Linked DNA regions of Mus musculus: region 2 is linked to region 1. A link is a contact called in public HiChIP or PLAC-seq data. All regions are on one chromosome and are shown on one strand. The core of a region is the stretch at or near the end of the contact, and the rest is flanking DNA. Distances in the headings are between cores, read along the strand shown. Region 1 holds the start of Iqgap2 (IQ motif containing GTPase activating protein 2). Region 2 overlaps Iqgap2 (IQ motif containing GTPase activating protein 2).

Region 1 (4,509 bases), core at 2,009-4,508:
ATTATACACCATATCAACAGAAATTCGTTCTCTCACAGTATTGATTTTTCAATACTTGGTTAGTGTTAGCTGTATTGGCACATATATAATCCCAGGCTTTGGGAAGCTGAGGCAGGAGGATCAAGAGCTTAAAGCTGACCTGAGCTACATAGCAAAGTCATGCCTCCAATAACAATCACAGCCATAATGTATCATAACATTATGATAATAATGGTGTCATGCTTAGAAGTTCTTCAATATCATGCATCAAAAAAAAAAAAACCTTTCTTGCCTTATTATTTTTTTAAAGTGTGTCGGAGCCTAGTAAGATGGTTCAGGGTGTAAGGGTGCTTGCTGCCAAACCTGACTGTCTGAGTTCAATCCCCAAGAGCAACATGGTGGGAAGAGAGAATCAGGCCACCACATTGTCCTCTGACCTCCACACCTGCACCATGGCACACAAGCGCCCACGTGCACACACACACACACACACACACACACACACACACACACACACACACACACGTGCTAAATAAATACTTGCTTTAGAAAAGGAAATCTAAACAAAACAAACTCCAAGGGGCGTTTTCTCCCCCACAATCTGGCTTCGGTTTGTCTGTTTGTTTCCCAATATCCTCGCAGTTGAAGACACAGGACAATGACCATGTATTTAGTTGAGTCTGTGGTCTGAGGTCAGATCCTAAGAACAAATAACCTACCATTCTGCAGGTGAGTTTCTTTCCAGAGAGGTGGTGTGTGGTGATCTGTGAGACAGCACAATGCAAACAGAGATGACAAAGATTGGTTCCAGCCACTTGCAAGATACAAAAGCACTGCCTGGGCTGGAGAGATGGCTCAGCGGTTAAGAGCGCTGACTGCTCTTCCAGAGGTCCTGAGTTCAATTTCCACATGGTGGCTCACAACTATCTGGTATATCTGAAGACAGTTCACTCATATAAATAAGAATAAATAAATCTTTTAAAAAAAAGAAAGAGAGAGAGAAAGAAAGGAAGAAAAAAAAGAAAAGAAAAACACTGCCTTAGATTGTGTCTTAGCATTAATTTCTCACAGTGACATCAGCTGTCACAGAGCCCCAGATCCTCTAGAGCGCTCAGAAGCCAGCAAACTTAGAACTACAATCTTCCCACTTACATCTTTGTGTTTATGCAAACATAGAGGATAGATTTCACTCTATCCAGCCCACCTATGACTTGTTAGCATTGAAGGACCTTCAGCCTGTCTGCAAGAAAGCATCATGCTTCCTGAGGTCAACTTCATAGAAGCTCTTCTTTCCTAACGTCTTCTATAGCCCCTTCCATCCAACATCAGCATCTCCACCTTGTTTGCTCTAATACATTTTGTAATCTGGCCAGAACTCACCTTTTCTCAAGTCCAGAACATTCTGCGATTCTTATGCTCAAAACCAAGAAGTCATGGGTGGTTGTTGTAGCCCTCATATGCAAGCCCAGCTCCTGGGAGATTGAGGCTGTGGGGTCACAAGTAGGGCAAGATCCTGTCTCAAAAATAAACAAACAACAAAACCACCCTAGAACGCCTTTAAGGGCTCTCAAATGTCCCTTAATTGTCATAATCGACCACTTGGTCTGACATTCAGAAAGTGCTCTGCTGCTTAGTAATAGGTTCCCAGCCCAAGCTCAGGTTCCAGCTCATGGCTCCCATCCTTGCCTGTCTCTTAGGATAGGATGTTCTCCACCCAACTCTTGCCTATTTTCAAACTCCACCTGACACCACACTTTGAAATCATACCACCTTCTCAGGCCATTGTGGTTTACAGCGATTTCCTCCCACCTCTCCTCACATAGACCATCTACTTCTTGAGGCCCTGCATCCTGGTGTTCATCCTGAGAACTGATGTGTGAGGAGTTCATCTTTGATGCACAGAATACGCAGTGCGTTTTAGAGTCCAACATGGCGTCTCTGAGACATGGAAGAAGCCTGGCTGACAGGCTGGTCACAGGATGAGTATTGCTGACCTGTGGCCATAGCATTAGAAGCATCTACTTTTGTGGGGAGGAAAATCCCTTTCATCCCATTCCAACAGGGTGAGAATCCAATGTCTCTAGGGGTGGGGGTGGGGAATCCTCTCGCTCTCATCTGATGAGACTTCCCTCTTCCTGTGCACCTAACTCATAGGCTGGCACAACTTCAGCTTCACTGACCACTTGTGAGAAACGCAAGTTCATGAGCCTCAACTCAGACCAACGGAACTGGAGGCGGGGCGGGGTCCAAGAGTCTGAATTTCAAGTTTCAAGAGTTCATTGTGTCTCCCAGAAAGCAGCTGGCTGCTCTCTGTAGATTTGCTTAATTAAAGGTGACTAGTGTCGCTAGACCACCTTTCTTCGGCTAAATCATCTCTTATGACCCTCTCTTTTGATGATTTTTTTTCAGTCATGTGATCACCCACATGCCCCACGTTTGTGAAAAAGCAGTGGCCCATGTTTGGGGGGGGGGGGCTCCCACATTCCTCCAGGCTCCAAGCAACCGCATGAAAACCGTGCTTTTAAAACAGCTACTTGTGGTTTCTGTCTCAAAAGCTGAGCCGGAAAGGGGTTTGTGGTTGTGCGACCCCGGCTGGGCCTGAGCGACAGTTTTGCACATTGGGGGCGGGCTGGCAGAGGGGTGGGCGGATGACTGGCAGTTGTGTTCTGAGTGTTGTTTGGAGGCTGTTAATCTTGCTCCTGCAGCCCGCGCACGAGCTCACCCTTACCGTTTCTTGTCAAGAAAGGGGAATCCTGTGTCTCGTAAGCCAAAAGTCATAAACAACTTTCGTTTATACCCCTAAATGCGAGAAGCAGGCGCTCGCGGGGCTCGGGGGTGGGGTGGGGAGGTGAGTGTGTGAGGGTTGTCCCCGTGCAATCTCTCTAGAGGAAAAGGAACTGCAATGTTTGTCTCTCAGTCACTGAGCAACACCCAGGCGAACTGGGTGCCTGTGGTCTGCTGTGGTTTTTCTTGCTCTTCCCTGCGCTGGTTCACTTCCACCCTCCGGATGCTCCAAGTCGCCCTCCATCTGTGCGCTGGGCTCCAGCTGCAGGGGTCCAGGGTGCCTCTCAGCCCCTTCCTCTCGCGGGAGGCGGGTCCTCGCAACCGGGCGCTGCGCTGTGCGGCCAGTAGGGGTCGCTGCACGGCGGCGCGCTCCCACCGCGGTGAATAACGGGGCCGGGCGGGAGGAGAAAGGAAACCTGCTGGGGGAGGCGGTACGGCCCGCGGGCGGGCGGGCGGGCGGGCGGGCGAACGAGCGAGCGAGCGAGGGAGGAGATAGTTCACTTTTGCCCCGGTGTCAGCGAGACGCGGCCGCCGCAGGCGCGAGTGAAGGAGCACCGAGGGAGCGGAGCGGTCAGCTCCGAGAAGCCGGGCGAGGGCAGCCCAGAGGTGGGATCGGAGCGCGCCCGCCGGGCGCGGAGCCCGCGAGCCTGGCCAGCGAGGGAAACCACGGGGGGCGCTCCCCGGGAGGGCCCCCAGAGCAGCGCAGGATGCCGCACGAAGAGCTGCCGTCGTTGCAACGGCCCCGCTACGGCTGTGAGTGTTCGGGCTCCCGTTGATCTCGGGGCGCCCCTCTCCCTGGGACGGCGTTGGGGAGGCCGAGGGGCTTGAGGGCGCGCTGCGGAGGGCAGCGGCTGGCAAAGTTGAGAATTGGAATTGCAAAGGAGCAGGGCGCGGATTTCCAAGCCCCTTTCTTCCAAATTCCTAATTGCAGCTTCCAGCTAAGTCCCTCCACCTCGCAAGCCTCAGCAGCTCTGGTGCAGATCAGGTTGTGGTTTAGGGGTATCAGGTGAGGAGCCCGCCTTGCTTTGGGCGCTGCCGGCTCGAGCCAGAGGGTGGCGTAGGGGATCCGATGCTTCCCACCCAAAAGGGGCGGAAAGTTTGTTTGCTGTCGCTACAGGTGGGCAGCGCAGCTCCTGTGCCCGCGCGCTCTGCGAGAGGTGAAGGCACTTTCCTGGAAGGGCAGGCTTCTCCTACTAGTCTCTTTTGGGCCTCACCTGAGCAGCTAGAGCCACTTAGGCCCCACAGGTGTGAGGCCCTTCCAGCCAAGGCCTCCAGGGACACGTACCGCCCCCAGCCACTTTCCCGGTGGCTCTCCCCGCCCCCGATCTCCTGCGCGGGAGGATTTCTGTAAGGACAGACTCTGAGCCGGTCTGATTGAAAGTGACGGTGTCGGTTACCCAGCCCCGGGCTGCCGGCGGCGGAAAGAGGTGGCTTTGACTAACAAGAGGGAGCCAGATTATCGCCAACCACGTGGCCCCTTGTGCAGAGTTCAGAGTCCTAAATATGCGCTAGGAAGTATTTCCTTTAAAACAAACAGAACGCTGGCTTCTTCTCCCGGGTTGGCCCTGTCGACAAACGCATGGCCACGAACCATGGGTTAATCTTTTGCTTGGACTGGTCTTGTTAGACGCAGTACCAGGTTTAGGTTAAGGTGGTGACAACTGCAACAGAGTTAGTGTGTTCATGTGGTTTGTGGTGTTTGGTAGGAGCACGGATGAAATTTTTGGAAGAGGGTCGCCAACTTCC
Region 2 (4,335 bases), core at 1,041-3,540, 97 kb after region 1:
TGTGACAACTCTATTGCTGTCTGGTAGCAGCTGGCCAGGGCTCGCTTGCCCAGGTCCCTGTAGAGCTATCAGCTGTCTCTCAGAAACTTCTGGTGAAGTAGGAACCACAGAGAAGAATCATTGCAAATGTTCATTTCTGAATAGTCAGGGGAATATTAAAAATTAGTTAAGAAAACTTTATAAACTAGTCAAGACTTTGTATCCCAGAGTTACTGTGACTGAGTTTTCATTTTGTGTTTTAAGCATACTTAAATCTGTACGAGTCATAAAATTTCAATTAGAAATGTATCATTTGAAAGTAAGATAGATTCCTGCACCAGAGCCAGCAAGAAATGAGTCTGCTTTCTCAGGAAACTCAGGGCAGCCCTGAATTTCAGATTTTCGTACTTTTAAGTTATTATGCATTGTTAACTCACTTTTGGTATCTAATCCTATGAGTTCTAATGTTTGCATTTATTGGTACTAGGAACCGTTAATATTCCTCAAATCTCCCATGTGTGGAAAACACAACTCTCTCCCTCCCTAACACATGGTAGCTACTGATCTATAGGGGTTTTTTCTTTCTCAGGATATCAGATGAATGGGGTTATTAATCACGTAAACTTTAAAGACTGGCTTTACTCATCACATGGCACTGGAAACACATCCACATTGTGTATAGTGATCACTTGTTTCTCTTTAGACTTCTGCATAATCTATTGGAGGGAGCTAGTACACTCTGGGTTGCGGATGGTTAGAAATTGAGCCGTTCCATGCATTTGTGTGCAGTTGGCTTTTAAAAATGGATATTGCTTTCTATTTCTACAGAATAACTATCTAGGTATGACTTCTGGGTCATAGGGAAAGTCTGTGACTCCTGTTGACAGGAGCTTGTCTAACCTTTTTCTGGGATGACCACCTCCTGGCTGTCTTGCACTTCGATTCACTGGATGTCTGCAGGTGTTCCATGTGTGTTTGTCTGCGTGGTTCCGGCAGATGTGTGGTTGCAGCCAGGAGAGCTTGTTGGTGCATTTCCTCTGTGGCAGATCTTTCCATGTGCACGCCCTGTAGGGGTCTGAAACACTTTGCTCATTTTTAAAGAAAGCCTAGATTCTCTGTTGTTGACCTTTGTGGTTCTCCAAATCTTTAAATATGGGTCCTTTGTTGGGAGTAAATGTCTTGAGTTTTTGGTGAAGTCCAGTTTGTCAACTATCTCCCCCCCCCCCTTTATGGCTTGGATTTTGTTGTCATATCTAAAATCTATTTGCCTGGTCCGAGGTCTGGAGATTCCATGTCAATCTCTAACAGCTTTGGTAGCCTTATGCTTCACTCTGATACCAGCTTGAGTTACTTTATTTTGATTTTATTTTGGAGACCGAGGTTTGCTATGTAGCCCTGGCTGGACTTGAACTCCTAATTCTCCTGCCTCAGCTTCCCAAGCACTAGGATTACAGGGGTGCGCTGTCACAGCTGGCGAGTTATCGCACAGCTGGCGAGTTATTTTTTTGGATATAACTTAAGGCAGCACCTGAGGTTCGTTGGTTTCACGCGTGGACTTTTAACTGTGCCAGCACATGGTTGGAAAGGCTGGCCTTTCTTCCCGGAGTTGTTTTAATATCTTTGCAAAAACTCAGTTGACTGTGTCTGGACTCTATCCCTTCTGGTTGATCTGGGTTTCTCACCAATGCTATGCTAAGTCGTAAAATTAAGTGATATGCTCATTAACTTAAAAAAAAATCTTTTCTGTTGGTTTGTCTTTCTATGATGTCTTCTGTACCCTCTAAAGAATTCCACTAAGAGTTTGACTGCTATCAGGTTAAATCCACGGGTCAATTGGAAGGGAACTGATGTCTTAACTGCTGAATCTCACAGTTCATAAACTGGTGGCTCTGTCGTTGACCTCAGCTGTCTGGGAACGAGCATTTTTTATTTCCTAACAAAAATGTTTGTGAAGAACTAATATGAGGTCTTCTTTTCTTCTCACCTTTCACTGTGTCAGCGTTACTAAGAAAGTCACACATTTCCTGTCTGGGACCTTAGTGACCATGTAATAGCACTTCCATTGATCAAGGCCAGCTCCCCATAAAACACAATTCACATCACTGTTTCTGATCTTCCTCCTCCTTATTTACAGCTACGGAGTCTGTGTTTGGTGAAAGGCAGGCAAAATCTAATTTGTAACGGCTAGAACTCGTTGTCCACTTAAACAATAGAGAACTGAGTCACAAATTCTGTCTTCATAAAACTCCTCCATACTTTGGAAAATGACTCATTTTTAGGCAGCGTCTGCTGTCACTGCTTGCCAGGAAGTGATCTAACTTGGATAAGTTTGAAGGTTTGTAGAAGTTGTGCAGCCCCTGTAGAGAGGCATTCTGAGCTGGCATCCATTGTGTGCTCGTGTGTATGTGTGTGTGTGTGTGCGCGCACCAGGCATGTCGGTCCATCAGCACACATCACTGTAGCATTTTGGAATGTTCTAGTTCCGTTGGTCTCAAATGTTAGCTGCTTTAAAAATCCCCTGGAAAACATAGGCTTCTGTGGACTATTCCCAGAACGTACGATTCCTTAGGTCTGAGATGGGTCTACAACTTCCTATTTCTAGCAGTCCAAAGAGGTTGCTGGTTGGAGGTTACTTGAAGGCTCTCTCTTATAAGGTCTCTGTTCATGCCCTGATAAGAATCAATAATCTTAAAGTCCGTAGTCTTTCTAAAACTTTCTGTGTTTACAGTGAACCATCCATGCAGGTAATGAGGTAGTGTGGATTTGTTCTCAGGTTCCCACAGGCAAGCAGGAGCCCTCCTCTAGGGAACCCCACTCATCATCCAAGCAAATGGAGGAAAGGAAGCTAGGTCACATTGCTTTCTGCAACCTTCTCGCATGTAACTGGGATGGAGCAGGACCTTGGACATTCAGTAGCTTATTATTCTTATAAATCTGAGTCTCTTTTAACTCAAGAAGGTCCAAGATGCTTGAATTTCTTTAATGTGTGTGCGCTCAATTTTACAGAGCGAAAGATGACCTAACCTGGATGCAGGAAGCATTCAACCCTGAAAAGGGATCTGTGGTGTGGCTGTATAGGACTTGTTCTCAAATGCTTACCACTGGTAAAGCTGCCTCCTGCACAGCCTGCCAGCCTGAGTTTGACCTTTTTAACCCACAAGGTCAAAGGAGAGAACTGCCTTCTCCAAGTTGTCCCCTGACCTCTATCTGTATCCCATGGCACATATGAGGTGAGGTGTGCGTGTGTGTGTGTGTGTGTGTGTGTGTGTGTGTGTGTGTACACGTGTGCATGTGTGTGTGCGCACGTGCGCATGTGTGTGTGTGCACAGGTGACTGTGGAAGCCAGAAGAAGGTGTCTGAATTCCTGTAGCTAGAGTTACAGGCAGTTGTGAGCTGTCTGGGATGGATGCTGGGAACCAAATTAGGGTCCTCTAGAAGAACAGCAAGTGCTCCTAACTGTTAACCCATCTCCCTACCTCTTAATGAATCAATTTTTAAAATGTAGCAAAAATAAAACTCTTACACTGACCGAAAGATATATTCCTATGTGTCTTGAAGGAGCAGAAATTGCAGGGTAGGGTGAAAAGGTTAATAGTCAAGTAAATTTATGTTCTGTGTGCTGTGGATAGGCACTCAATAACCAATTCAGAAGATTCAGTTACTTGACCAATGAATCTGTTTACCTGGTGTCTTAGTTAGAGTTTCCATTGTTATGAAGAAACACCATGACCAAGACAATTCCTATAAAGGACAGCATTTAACTGGGGCTGGCTTGCAGGTTCAGAGGTTCAGTCCATTATCATCAAGATAGGTGCATGTCAACATCCAGGAAGACACGGTGTTGGAGAAGGAGTTGAGAGTTCTACATCTTGATCTGCAGGCAGTCCAGGAGAAGACTGTCTTCCAGGCAATTAGGAGGAGGGTCTCAAAACCCATCCTCATAGTGACACACTTCCTCCAATAAGGCCACAGCTATCCCAACAAGGCCTGGCAATCTGGGCCAAGCATATTCCAACCAACACACCTGGGAAACAGAGTAGTTTGGAAATTATCATCTTCATCTTGTCTCTCTGTATCCATCTGTCGCCAACCTCACGAACGCTGTCTTCTCATCATGGTATTTGTTCTCATGACTGATACCCTTATGGCAAAGGTGGAGGGTCCATAATTAGCATATCTCTTCATTTCTTTTCCATCTCACTTCCATATCGATGTCTGTGGTCCAAGTTCTGTTCTCAGCTCCTTGGAGCTCCCTCTGCCCATGCTGAAACAGGGATTGTGTGTGCCTTCAGCGTGTGCCGCCTCGCTTTGGTCTACAGATGCTGAATGGCCGACACGTGGTAGCATAGGAGGTGG

Evidence for each region. HiChIP or PLAC-seq counts read pairs in DNA pulled down with a chosen protein or histone mark.
Region 2: a contact with region 1 is called in an H3K4me3 HiChIP or PLAC-seq map of bone marrow-derived macrophages, with 5 times the contacts expected there. The contact joins the enhancer-like site here to the promoter of Iqgap2 in region 1. A contact is called at or near these places in 17 of 39 promoter capture datasets (the 3T3-L1 cell line, 3T3-L1-derived adipocytes, the HPC-7 cell line and 11 more), 47 of 484 Hi-C or Micro-C datasets (the 3T3-L1 cell line, the AML12 cell line, CD4 T cells and 33 more), 33 of 115 datasets of contacts at active chromatin or transcription factors (the HPC-7 cell line, astrocytes, bone marrow-derived dendritic cells and 24 more) and 5 of 9 other capture datasets (adipose tissue, bone marrow-derived macrophages, embryonic stem cells and 2 more).

The regions. Positions count from the first base shown.
Region 1 is chr13:95,890,671-95,895,179 of GRCm38.p6, reverse strand. Iqgap2 (IQ motif containing GTPase activating protein 2) reads left to right here and starts at 3,258. Exons shown (of 36, transcript NM_027711.1): 1 at 3,258-3,516. The coding sequence starts at 3,471.
Region 2 is chr13:95,792,461-95,796,795 of GRCm38.p6, reverse strand. All of the region lies in intron 2 of Iqgap2 (IQ motif containing GTPase activating protein 2), which reads left to right. Among named protein-coding and RNA genes, the nearest start is that of Gm32702, 31 kb to the right of the region's middle. Within about 2 kb of position 2,290, at least 22 of the 459 cell types and tissues checked have an H3K27ac peak or open chromatin away from gene starts, as enhancers often do. A contact at or near this core is called in DN3 thymocytes, bone marrow-derived macrophages, embryonic fibroblasts and 4 more, where this site is marked.